2 separate regions of the Mus musculus genome follow, and region 1 is linked to region 2. The links are chromatin contacts, called in public HiChIP or PLAC-seq maps. All regions are on one chromosome and are shown on one strand. The core of a region is the stretch at or near the end of the contact, and the rest is flanking DNA. Distances in the headings are between cores, read along the strand shown.

Evidence for each region. HiChIP or PLAC-seq counts read pairs in DNA pulled down with a chosen protein or histone mark.
Region 1: an H3K4me3 HiChIP or PLAC-seq map of embryonic stem cells shows a contact between it and region 2, with 4 times the contacts expected there. The contact joins the promoter of BC024063 here to the promoter of Zfp873 in region 2. A contact is called at or near these places in 1 of 484 Hi-C or Micro-C datasets (myocytes), 7 of 115 datasets of contacts at active chromatin or transcription factors (embryonic stem cells, epiblast stem cells, microglia and 2 more) and 2 of 9 other capture datasets (adipose tissue and liver).

The regions. Positions count from the first base shown.
Region 1 is chr10:82,078,669-82,084,924 of GRCm38.p6, forward strand. It overlaps BC024063 (cDNA sequence BC024063), which reads left to right and starts at 4,652. Exons shown (of 4, transcript NM_001374033.1): 1 at 4,652-4,744. The coding sequence starts at 4,742.
Region 2 is chr10:82,046,012-82,052,430 of GRCm38.p6, forward strand. Zfp873 (zinc finger protein 873) reads left to right here and starts at 2,112. Exons shown (of 4, transcript NM_001319203.1): 1 at 2,112-2,218. The coding sequence starts at 2,216. Gm46195 (a long non-coding RNA gene) reads right to left here and starts at 2,037. Exons shown (of 2, transcript XR_001779681.1): 1 at 1,878-2,037; 2 at 436-1,575.

The DNA.
Region 1 (6,256 bases), core at 3,402-5,901, 35 kb after region 2:
CGGCTTAGGTACGTTCTGAGGGTTTGAAAATTATTTAAGGTGTGAAATGCAAGCTGTAGAGGTGGAAGAAGGTGATTTAAGGTATCTGAAAAACGGAGAATGCTTCAGATTTCCTTTCTTCATTTGTGCTATTTTCAAATGTTCAAAATTTTAATGCTCAATGGAGTTCTAATAAGCTAATGGAATACTGGGTGTTTACAATTCAGTCACAAACTCATAATTTTACATTCCCTTTGGTTGTTGTAATGGCTATTCCTGATTGCCAACATGGCTATATCTGGAATGAACTACAATCCAGAATTGGAGGACACACCTGTGATCCAGATCTTAAGGCTGGAAGACACAGGTTTCTGACCTAGATCTTGGTATGGAGATCTTAAGGCATAGTGGTCATGAAAAGCTTAGGCCCAGGCAAGGTAGTATACACCTTTAATCCCAGAAGACTGAGGCAAGCAGATATCCGAGTTCCAGCTCACCCTCTATGATAGTTTGTATATGCTTGGTCCAGAGAGGGGCACTATTAGGAGGTGTAGCCCTGTTGGAGTAGGTGTGTCATTGTGGGTGTGGGCTATAAGACCCTCACCCTAGCTTCCTGGAAGTCAGTCTTTCACTAGGAGCCTTCAGATGAAGATGTAGAACTCTCAGCACCTTCTGCACCATGCCTTCCTAGATGCTGCCATGTTCCCACCTTGACATATATATTCTCAATGTTATGTACATTTGCAATACTGTCTACTTCACTGTTTTCATTATGTACATTAATAGGATAGTTTAGGCTGCAATGACCTATGAGGATGTGCTTGTTAGCGTCACCAAAGAAGAGTGGTCTTTACTGTATCCTTTCCAGAAGAGTCTGCAGGCAGATACATTGGGGAATGATTTCAATATGGTAAAAACAGTGTAATGGATCTGACTGTACTCTTACTTCACCAAAACCCTTTGCTCATAAAGGTAAAGGAGAAATTTAATTGTCCAATTCCTGTGCCAGGCAGGCTGCTTAAAGGTGATCTCAGACAAGCCATGTGACCTGAGTTCAACTCTTGGAATCCGTAGGGTACCAACTTCTGCACACATGGAATACAGAGCCACTTCCTACCCAGGAGCATGTGGCACACATATCTACCCATCCAGAAGGAATAAATACACAAGTGATTAAAAAAATGCAATAATATTAAGCTAACTTTCCTGCCAGTACTTCACACTCCCAAGTCTAAGCACCAGGATTTAACGAATTCTGAGTTCATGGTTTAGAAAGGTTGGATTCTTTCCATTTTATCTGTTTTAGGGAGGATTTCACATAGTAGTGTCACTGGTGGAAATTTGTAATAAACTTCTGACTGGACTGGAACTCGTGGAATCAGCCTGCCCCAGCTTTCTAAATGGTGAGATTTGAGGAGTGAGCCCAGGTACTCATTTTTCATATCCTTAGCCTGAGGGAGGACCACTTCTAGATGTTATAATTTATGTATTTGCATAACAGACCTGAGAATATTATTGACAAATTAGTTTTGAACCCCTTCTTAGCCAAATGTGGTATAATAACATTGTGTGAGGAACGTGGGGGTTGTGCAGAGAGAGGCATCAAGTCTAAGCTAGTATTTTCTCAGCCAGGGGTAAGATCAGTTTGTAGGCTGCTTGCTTGGGATGCCCAGAATCCTGGCTTTCATAATCAGCAAAGAAAAAAGCAGGTATCGGGAGTAAGTAAGCAGAACCTATAATCTCACTAAGATTATGTAGTTTTCTGCGTGTAGAGGGGGTGGGGGTTTCAGGCTTCCTGAGAAGACCAGAGAAGGAGAAGCCTTGTTGGTAAATGGAGTTCTACATTTTGTGCTGTCCAGACAATGGCAGACTCTAAATTTAATTGGCAAGGTTTCCCCACAATCAGCTACCTGACATTGAGATATGGTGGTATGAGAATTTAATAAGCAGCACAGCTGTGTTTATTTACACTGCAGCGTTTCCTTAAAATACAAGGGTTTATTACAATTTCTTTAGATGTACACATGTATCAGCTTGCACATGAGAATTGCCTTCCATGTCTTCCCAACCTTTCACCGTGTCCTTCAATGTCATGGGCTTCCCTTTTGTAGACTCAACTATAGTGCCAGAAAATGTACACTATTAAAATCATGCAAATTTTCTTATCTGTGTGCCTGCAACAAATATCCAGTTATCAAACAAAGTTCACAACCTACTACACTGGTTAGATTTGACGACTCATGTGAATTTATATCAGCCTAGAGAACCAACATTGGGAAAGCACACATCCCAAAGGAACCAAAACAATAGACTGCTGGGTGCTAGATAAGCTGCTGCCACTGAGCATCTGTGAGAGCTCCATGAACCAGGTACAAATCAAGCTGGGTCTTTCTGCTTCACCGCAGGCCTCTGCCCCTCTACTGGTCTCTTTTTTTTTTTTTTTTTTTTAAAGATTTATTTATTTATTATATGTAAGTACACTGTAGCTGTCTTCAGACACACCAGAAGAGGGCGTCAGGTCTCATTACTAGATGGTTGTGAGCCATCATGTGGTTGCTGGGATTTGAACTCCGGACCTTTGGAAGAGCAGTCAGTGCTCTTAACCGCTGAGCCATCTCTCCAGCCCTCTACTGATCATCTTTATCCCTGTTTTTCCCTAAGATGAAATATGAGCAGTTAAAAGTAGGAAAAAGTAGTGGCTAAAAGATCTCTGGAAGTACAGTCAACACACTTGCAGGCTATTCTAATGTCAGAAGGATTAAGAGGGAGAATATTTTCTTCTTTGCCCTCTCAGGTCAATGAGATCCCAGCAGTCTGTGGGCCATTGATCAGTATTCTGTACCTGTGAAAAGTCACTTGGTGTCTTGTTCATGGAGCCATGGTGATCCTATTCAGTTAATTCAAAACTTTGTCAGTGTACAATGAGGAGGCTCCATGCAGGCTTCTGAGGAAGCCAAACTTGGTCAAGTAAGGCCTTTGTCTTACCTTCCCAGTGATAGATAAGTGGTAGAAAAAGGCTAGAGGAGCCTGAGGGTCCTATCAAGCTCACACCACATCTGAGCACCAGTAGCACAAGTGGCCCAAAAAATTGCTTTTGGGCACCTGCATGGTCTTCAGCACTAAGCAGGAAAGTTGAGCCAGTGACTAAAAGAATTCGTAACAACGCAAGGGATCCTTCTCCACAGACAGCAGGTGTAAGTCTACGAGAAATGTTGCCTAGACAGCTGTATCTCACCAATATTTTTCTCTTGATAAAAAGATGTTGCTGGCTGGGTGTGGTGGCGCACACCTTTAATCCCAGCACTCGGGAGGCAGAGGCAGGTGGATTTCTGAGTTCGAGGCCAGCCTGGTCTACAAAGTGAGTTCTGGGACAGCCAGGGCTATACAGAGAAACCCTGTCTCGAAAAAACAAACAAACAACAACAACAACAAAAAGATGTTGCCTAGATGTGAGATGTCAGAATTTGGCCCACTCTAGAACCTGCCTACAGCCAAGGGAGACCAATCAGTATTGTTTTAAATACTGATGTAAACATGAAATTGTGGCGAAATCTCTCTTCTTTCTCCATTTGGAAGTCACATGGAGAGGGCATCATGCTCACTCTGGAGACCATAATTATTGGTGGTATAGTCCTCACTCATTTAACCTTTTGATGCCCACCTCTGGGATGGTGGCATAGTAGGCCAGTGCCATGACAGAAGGCTGGGAAAGTGTTATTGCTTGGCTAAGAATGTACATCTGAGAGGTGTGAGGAAATCTTATTGAAATTGCTGATGCTGACTTAATTAATCTTAATTCATTTTAATTAACTTAATCTGTTGGCTTAATTTCAACCTGAATGTGTGGGGTATTATTTCAGCTGTGAGGTAGGGGGATCACTTCAATATACACTGAGCAACCATCTGTGTATGCTAGAGCCCTGTGAATCAAAAACTAAGAAATAAGAAAAGAAGAACATGACTGGTCCTGATTTTTGGCCCCAGATGAATGAATAAAAGAAAAAAGTAAAGACCATGATTACTCCTAGATATTGTGAGGGAGAATTCTTGTAAATAAATGGGAGAATACAGCCAGAGGCAGAGATAAGTACGAGATGAACCCTTAGGCATGTGAGAAGAGGAGGGAGGGGAGATGGAGGAGGCAGACCAAGAAGTCAGGCATGTAAAGGGTAGATAACAAAAAACAAAACCAACCAAACAAAAAATCCTCCACCCCGCCTCTGAGATATACGTGGGGAGGACATATGGGGTAAAGGGTAGCCAAGATCCTAGTCTGGAGAAGTTCACGGTAGGGGCCAGGCATGCAGGCCAACATTGTAACAGGTAGAGACTGAGATATGCAGAGGGAACCTGGCAGATAGCATTTTTGATAAATAGGCGCCAAATTTATTTGTTTCTGGGTTTGAGACATAACACTCTCTGCCCAGGAGGAAGACGGGGACGTGCCTACTGAGTGCAGGAAAAGTGCAGGGACCACTTTGCAGTCCAGGAACAAGTTCTACAGCAAAGCCTGCCTTATGATCTAGGCCCGCTCTTGGCCTGTAGTGGAAGCCGGAGATGGGAAACACGATGTCTCTTAGGGACACTGCTCCTGTCACTCAGGCCTCAGTAGCCAATCAGAACTTCGAGACGAGCCTTCAGTCATAGTGGGCGGGCACTTCCTGTCCGCCATATTACCCGCTTTGTTGTGAATCTGAGGAAAGCACTATTGACCATCTGCCGGTAGTTGAGCGGAGAGTGAGGCGAACTTGGAATCCGCGCCATGGTGAGCGAGGCCGCCGTCCCCACGCGGGGAGGATCCGCGGGGTCCCATGTGGGGTTGTCCTGGGGTGCGGGCACCGGCAGCGAGATGTGGCGACCTTCGTAATTGCGTTTGTCACCCGAAGTCGCCGAGTTCCCTTATCCTCCGGTGTGGAAGCAGCACCTCCCAGTGAGACGGTTCCCCGGGCTGCGCCGGCGCACAGCATAGGAAGCTAGAGATGATGCTTGGACACGGGCATCCTTCAGCGGGCACGCATGCGCGGGTTTTGTTGTCAGTGGGAGAGATTTGCTGACTGGCAGAGCAAATTCTTTTCTTTAGTGTCTTCCAGAAGTTCTGTACCTGGCACTTGACATTCGGGTGTAGCATCCATCGCAGTTAACTCTGCGCAGTGTAAAGCCTGTGTCATTAACACATTCGCATGTAGATGCCACGGTGGTCCAGTCACGTGTGTTAGTAAGGCCAGACTCACTGTGATTCCCTGCCTAAGTTGTCCAAATCGACCGAGTATTAATTGTGTTTTTGTCCTAAGTGTTCTCTCATGTTCTGTCGGTCTCAAACAGCACAGTCTTTATGGCAGGTGTAGGGTAATTTAGAAGTCAGACGGTGTCACCGTGCCGTTTATTCAGCCTTGTGTGCTCATGTTTTCATTCATGATGACCTTTTGTCATCGGCTTTCTGTCGCTCATTGCAGAAATCCTTAGACTCTTTACTGGACGTTTGTTGAATCTATAGCTCAGATTATGTACTGAAACAATACTGAGACTAATTGTCTAGAGTCATAAGATTTCTCTCCTTTGACCAAGTTCTTTGAGTCTTTTAATTACGAAATGATAATTTTGGCTACAGATACTTGTCATATTGTCATATATGTCTTATTGCTGTTTTATCCATGGCGACATATAAGAGATATGGAGATCTTTATTTTTAATTTACTAAATTTATTTGATGTGCATGAGTGTTTTGCTTCCGTGCATGTGTGTTCATCACTTGGGTGTTTGGAGTCCATAGAAGACCAAAGAGACCATTAGATGCTCCCCACCAGGATCTAGTGATCATTTTGTGTCATCATGTTAGTGCTGGAAGCCAAACCCAGCTCTTCCACTAGAGCAGAAGTCTTAGTTGCTGAGCCATCTCTTGTGTCTTAAACTTGACAGACTTTCAAAATTTTACATGTGAGTGTGCCCATTTCACAGGCTGAAAACTGAGGGTTAAGGTGATTGAGGTTTGTTAAAAGTCTTGTGTTTGGGAGTTGGGAGATGTCTCAGAGGTACTGTTTGAGACTCGGTCTGTTTGACACAAGCTAGAGTTAGACTGTCCTGTGGGCAAATGTGTAGGGTATTCTCCTGATTAATGATTGATATAATAGTGCCCATCCCACTGTGTTTGGTGCCACTGAGGGCAGGTAGTTCTGAGTTGTATAAGAAAGCAGTCTTAGCAAGCCATAAGATCAGGGTAGTTTCTTAGTCAGAGTTCCATTGCTGTGGAAGAGCCACCAAGACCACAGATAGCATCACT
Region 2 (6,419 bases), core at 862-3,361:
TCTGGTATTATATTAAAGGCACTTTGTAAAAGGGAAGACCACAATATTGAAGGACATAAAAAAGGTTTAGAAGATGTAGAAGGTAATTTTCATGTGCAAGAGGATATACTCATGTACCTCTGAAGAAATTGTAATATAACCTGAAGTTTTAAGGAAAAGCTACAGTGTAAATAAGGCCAGCTTTGTGATGCTTTTTTTGTTTGTTTGTTTTTGTTTTTTTCTGGCTGTCCTGGAACTCACTCTGTAGACCAGGCTGGCCTTGAATTTAGAAATCTGCCTGCCTCTGCCTCCCAAGTGCTGGGATTAAAGGCATGTGTCACCACTGCCCAGCGTGATGCTTATTAAATTCTCATAATGCCACATACCCCAATGCCAGGTACCTGATCAATGTTTTGAGGGCATTTTTTCTAAGAAACAACACAAGGAAAGAATGCCTTAACAGATGTCACAATTTTAGTGATAGCCACATGAGAGCCATGTTGTACAACTGCCTGTCCATTTGGGTTCACACCATTCAATTATTGTAAAAGGCATAAGCATTGTTGAGTGTGTGCCTTAGTTACGGTTCTATTGCTATGAAAAAACACCATGACCATGGCAAGTCTTATAAAGAAATCTATTTAGTTGGGGCTGGCTTACATTGTCAGAGGTTCAGTCCATTATCATCATGGTAGGAGCATAGCAGTGAGCAGGCAGTCAAGGTGTTGAAGGAGCCAAGAGTTCTACATCTTGATCTGATTGTACCCAGTACAGGACAGGCTGTCTTCCCTAGGTAGCCACGAGGAGGCAGTCTCCCACACTGGATGAAGCTTGACCATAGGAGCCTCAACACCCACCTCGCTAAGTGCCACACATCTTCCAAGGCCATACCTACCCCAACATTGACACACCTGAGTCGTGCCAATCCCCATGGGCCAAGCACATTCAAACCACCACATTCCATTTCCTGGCCTTACATCCTTGTTTAAACACACAAGTCTATAGGGGCCATCATAGCCACAATGCAAAAGTCCCCATAGTATATCATAGTCTCAACAATGTTTAAAAGTCCAAAGTTCAGAGTCTCTTCTGAGACTTATGCAATCTCTTAACTGTAATCACCTGAAAAAAAATCTCAATCATAATGGAAATTGTGTATTTTCAACATCACAGGATGCACATGACCAGTCCAAAATTATAGTGAGGAAATACTGGACCAAAGCCAGACCAGAAATCAGCTGGGGAAACGCCAAACTCTGCATTTTCATGTCTAATCTCTAACTCCTTTCAGCTTTGGTGACTGAAACACAATTCTTTCTCTTGGCTGGCTCCACTTCCTATTAGCAGTTTTCCTTGGCAGGTATTCTATGGCTCTGGCATCTCTAATATAGTCTCCGAGGCAACTTCAACTTCACACCTTCTTGTTCCAATGTTGGGGATCCACACACATTATCTTCTGGGCTCCTCCAAAGGGCTTGAGTCATATCTCCAGCTCTGCCCTCTGTAGCACTCTGCGCTGTTCTTGGTGATCATCCCTTGGTTTTGGGCTCTCCAGTATGCTCTGGTCTTGTGCTCCAACTAGGCTCCATCAATAGCCTCTCAGGCAGACCAAGAGATCGGGAATGTAAAGGGTAGATGAAAAATAAAAATACATCCCCACCCCTAGGTAATCTAAATGGTTGGATTATAAAGGGAAGGGCCGCTGTGGGAAGCAGGGCTGTAGAAGTTCAGGGTAGGGTCGGGGCATGCCAGCCAACTCTGTAAGCAGTATGGACTGAGGGATGCAGGGAGAAGTTGACAGACAGCCTCTGCGCTGATAAAGTACCCACCTTAGTTTTTTATCCCTGGTTGTAGGACCTAACATTCTGTGCCCAGGAGGAAGAAGGGGAAATACCTACTGTGTGAAGGAGAAGTGCCGGAATGACTTTGCAATCCAGGCACAAGTTCAGCTGCAATGCCAATCTCCACAGCTCTGGGAAAGTTCTGTCCCTGCAAACCACTGTGCATTGTCCCTGTAAGGCACTCTTGACTCTAGAGTGTTAGCGCCTGTCACAGAGGCCTTATTAACCAATCAGAGCCTGGATTCGGACTGCCAGTCAGAACGGAGGCGGGCACTTCCGCCACCATGCTGCAGGTTTGACTGTGAGTCTTAGGGAAGCTCTTGTGGTTCTGTGTGCTGCTTTTTCAACTGCTGCTAGGAGCTGTGAGGAGAGTGGGTGAGCCCGGAATCCGCACCATGGTGAGCGGGGCCGCCGTCCCCACGCGGGGAGGATCTGCGGGAGCCCGGGGTGCGGGAACCGGCGGCGAGACGCGGGGCCCGGTGTGATTCCCTTTGTTCCCCCTGAGGTCCCCTCATCTCCCAGGCGGAGGCGGGACCTCTGATCGACTTAGTTCCCCTCTCTGCGCCTGCGTACAACTTGGGACGCCGGACCTGCTGTCCGCAAAGTGCAAAGCACCATTCAGTGCACGCGCATGCGCGGGTTTCACGGTAGCCAGATTTTCTGACTTGCAGAGCTCTAGTTTCTCTAGAGTCTTCTAGAAGTTCTTCACTTGGCATTTGCCATTCAGGTGTGGGCTCCATCTCCAGTGAATTCTGCGCAGGTGTAAAGTCTGTGCTATTAACACATTCGCATGCAGATGCCACCGTGGTCCAATCCCATGTGTAAGACCAGACTTACTGGGTTACCTACATTAACTGTGTTGCTGTTTCTGAGTGCTCTCTCGTGTTTTGTTGGTCTCTTTCTTTCTCAAACAGCACAGTCTTTATCGCAGGTGTAGGGTAACTTAGAAGCCAGACGGTGTCACTGTGCTGTTTATTCAGCCTTGTGTGTTCATGTTTTCTTTCATGCTGACCTTTTGTCATCGGCTTTCTGTCGTTCATTGCAGAAATCGTTAGACTCTTTAGTGGACGTTTGTTGAATCCATAGCTCAGATTGTGTCCTGCAATAATACTGAGACTTCTTGTCTACAATCTTGCAATTTCTCTCCTTTGATTGAATTCGTTGATTTTTTTTTTTTTATTATATATTTATAGTTTTGGCAACCGATATTTGTCCCACTTCTGTGTATTTCTGGCCATTTTATCCATGGTGACATATAAGAGATATGGGGATCTGTACTTTTAATTTACTACATTTGTTTCTTGTACACAAGTGTTTGGCTTTCTTGTATTTGTGTTTATCAGTTGGGTGTTTGGTGTCCATAGAAGACCAAAGAGGCCATTAGATGTCGCCACCAGGATCTAGGAATAATTTTTTACCACCATGTTAGTGCTGGGAACCAAACCCAGCTCTTCCACTAGAGCAGAAGTCTTAGTTGCTGAGCCATCTCTTCTGTCTTAAACTTGACAGACTTTGAAAAATTTGCATGTGAGTGTGCCCATTTCACAGGCTGAAAACTGAGGGTTAAGGTGATTGAGGTTTGTTAAAAGTCTTGTGTTTGGGAGTTGGGAGATGTCTCAGAGGTACTGTTTGAGACTCGGTCTGTTTGACACAAGCTAGAGTCAGACTGGCCTGTGGGCAAATGTGTAGGGTATTCTCCTGATTAATGATTGATATAATAGTGCTTACCCCACTGTGTTTGGTGCCACCATGGCCACCAGTCAAGATCATTTGTACTTTTGTGGCTAGGAACAATTGCTGAGGACCAGCCTCAGTTGTTTTGGGGTTCTTGAGAATGGGAGGATTGGACCAGTGTGAAGTCAAGAGTCTCAGGCAATGATGCAGGCTCAAGCTGACAGGTGACTCATAGTTGTTCAGAAGCTGAGCTCAGAGACAGCTTTCTGGTTTGTCTTTTCTTTTTCTCTCTGAGTTCATCTCAGGCTTTTATTGGTTACACACTTCCTTGTTATGCAGTAATACATAATCCAAAGCCTTTTCATTACTTTTCTCAAGCACATTAGTTTTTCTGAAAAACCTCATGTAACTATGCCACCAGAAAGCATAATGCACACCCAAAGACACAGTTTAGTGTCTGCTAAAGCAAGTTTTACATTAACCTTTATCTCTCAGAAAAAACTCCACATCACAGGTCATCTAGGCATGAACATATGGTTATAGCATTAGCATGAAAACAGAATGGTGCCTAAACAGGTCAGGATAATGTTAATATTTTTAACTTGTCTAAAACTTGCAAGATCTCTTTATTAAGATATATTCATTTATATATCTATTTCTACAGTACTTTCCAAACTTTTCTTCATATGCAATATTCATTCCTCTTGCAACTTCCCCTAGGGCTCCTTCACAAGCCCAAATCCTATCTCTTAAAACTTGTACTCTAATTTCCTTAGGCAAATGATGCCAGGGGAGTCAAATCATTATGTTCCTATCTTTCCAGGAAGGTCAGCTCACTAATCCAATAGATCCAGCTATTACTTCCTCTGTCTTGTCCCTTGTATTTTCTATGGACAGCCCTGCCCCTAGGCCCAGTGTTCCTTTTCCTTGCCTGTCCTCCTTGCTTCCTGAGGATCACCTATAGTACCCTCAGCTGTACCTCCAGCAGCAAGTCTGCATACACACTGCTATGCTTTCCACCATGAGGATAATGGACAAAGCCTCTGAAACCATTATCAGCCCCAATAAAATGTTGTCCTTTATAAGAGTTGCCTTATTCATGGAGTCTCCTCAGAGCATTAAAACCCTAACTAAGAAGTTGCTACCAGGGCCTGCGGTATTGCTGTGATAGGCCTGACCATGCTTTTGTTTGAGAGATGTAGATTTTGGGACTTTGGATTAGGAAAGCAGTGGAATGCTTTAAGTGGGATTTAATGGGCTAGAAGCATGGAAGACAGTGGTGCTGAGCATAATTTGAATTCTGGGTGCCTGGCTCAAGTGATTTCATAGGGGAAGAATTTTAATATGTTTTTTAGACATTGTCCTTGTGATATTTTGGTGAAGAGTGTGACAGCTTTTTGCCTATGTCTGAAGAGGCTGCTTGAGGCTAAGGTGAAGAGATTTAGAATAATTACTTTGGCAAAGGAAATCTCAAAACAGCCTAGTGTAGACTCTGTTCTGTGGTTCACTCTTAGTAAGAGAACATTTTACAAAGGAATAATATGAGCAAGGACAGATACTGAAAGAACCTAGTGGGGAAACCCCCACTCAACTCCCGATTCGGCGTGCACCCAAGAATCACGAACAGATCGTCTTGATGTAAAAACACGAGGTAGTTTAATGGTGGAACTCCGGGTCAAAATGTATCTCATGCAGGAGACAGTGGATTCGACCACGAGGCTTGGAAGCCAGGGGTTTTTATAGAAAAGGGGCTGGGACTGGGGGAGGAATTGGCGCAGTTTCACATGATTGGTTCATTTAAACATCAGCAGACTGTAAATGCAGATAACATTTAACTTAGGTCAGAAGGGCGGGAGATAGGGAGGCTCCAGGCCAGTCATTCTCTTTATCTTTATGGCCAAGCAGCCTCAGGAATGTCTTAAGGATGGGCCTGCCTGGGCATGTCCTGGCCTGTTCTGCTATGTTCTCAGCCCCAGGTTTCAAAGCTCACTAACAACTCTTTGGGCTATTTGACATAAATTACATGAATCACAGGTCTCAAGTTTTATTTTCTTTCAATACAAAATGTATGTTCAAGCATTAAAGGGGCACCAGGAAGTGGAATGGAGCTAAATCCTGTGTTCAAGCAGATAAATAGATTGAAGATATTAAGTGGAAATAAGGGAATGATGGACTCAGGCAAGATAGAACCTAGGTAAGCTTGTTGTTTATGCCTTTGTTGCTGTACGAGGCATAGTTATATCAAGTTAGGCATTATTTTGACATGGTTATTGTTTTCATTTAGACATAAATATGATTGTGTGTCACATTTAACAAGGGATGAGTTATGATATCTGTTTTCTTTTGTCAATGTGACAACATACAACGTGACCATCTAGAAATGGAGGGTATACCAGTGTCTCAGTTAGGGTTTTACTGCTGTGGATCGACACCATGACCAAGGCAACTCTTATAAGGACAACAGTTGGGGCAGGCTTACAGGTTCAGGATGTTCAGTTCATTATCATCAAGGCAGGAACATGGCAGCAAACAGGCAGGCATGGTGCAGGAGTAGCTGAGCGTTCTACATCTCCATCTGAAGGATGCTAAGAGAAGACTGGTTTCCAGGTAGCTGAGATGAGGGTCTTAAAGCCTATGCCCATGGTGACACACCTACACCAACAAGGCCACACCTCCGAATAGTGCCATTCCCTGGCCAAGCATAGTCAAACCATCACAACCAGTGCTCCAGATATTGAGGGAGAAAGATTGCATGCTTTGACCCAGATCTGGAGTCTGAAAGATAGAGGCTTTTGATATGGATTTTGAGGTGGGATGGCACTATTTTGATCCAGATCCACACAAGCCTTTAATCCAGATCTTGAGATATAGTGGCCATGCTGATAAAGAATCTATTAAGAAGAACTGAGGTCCAAGCTTTGTAGT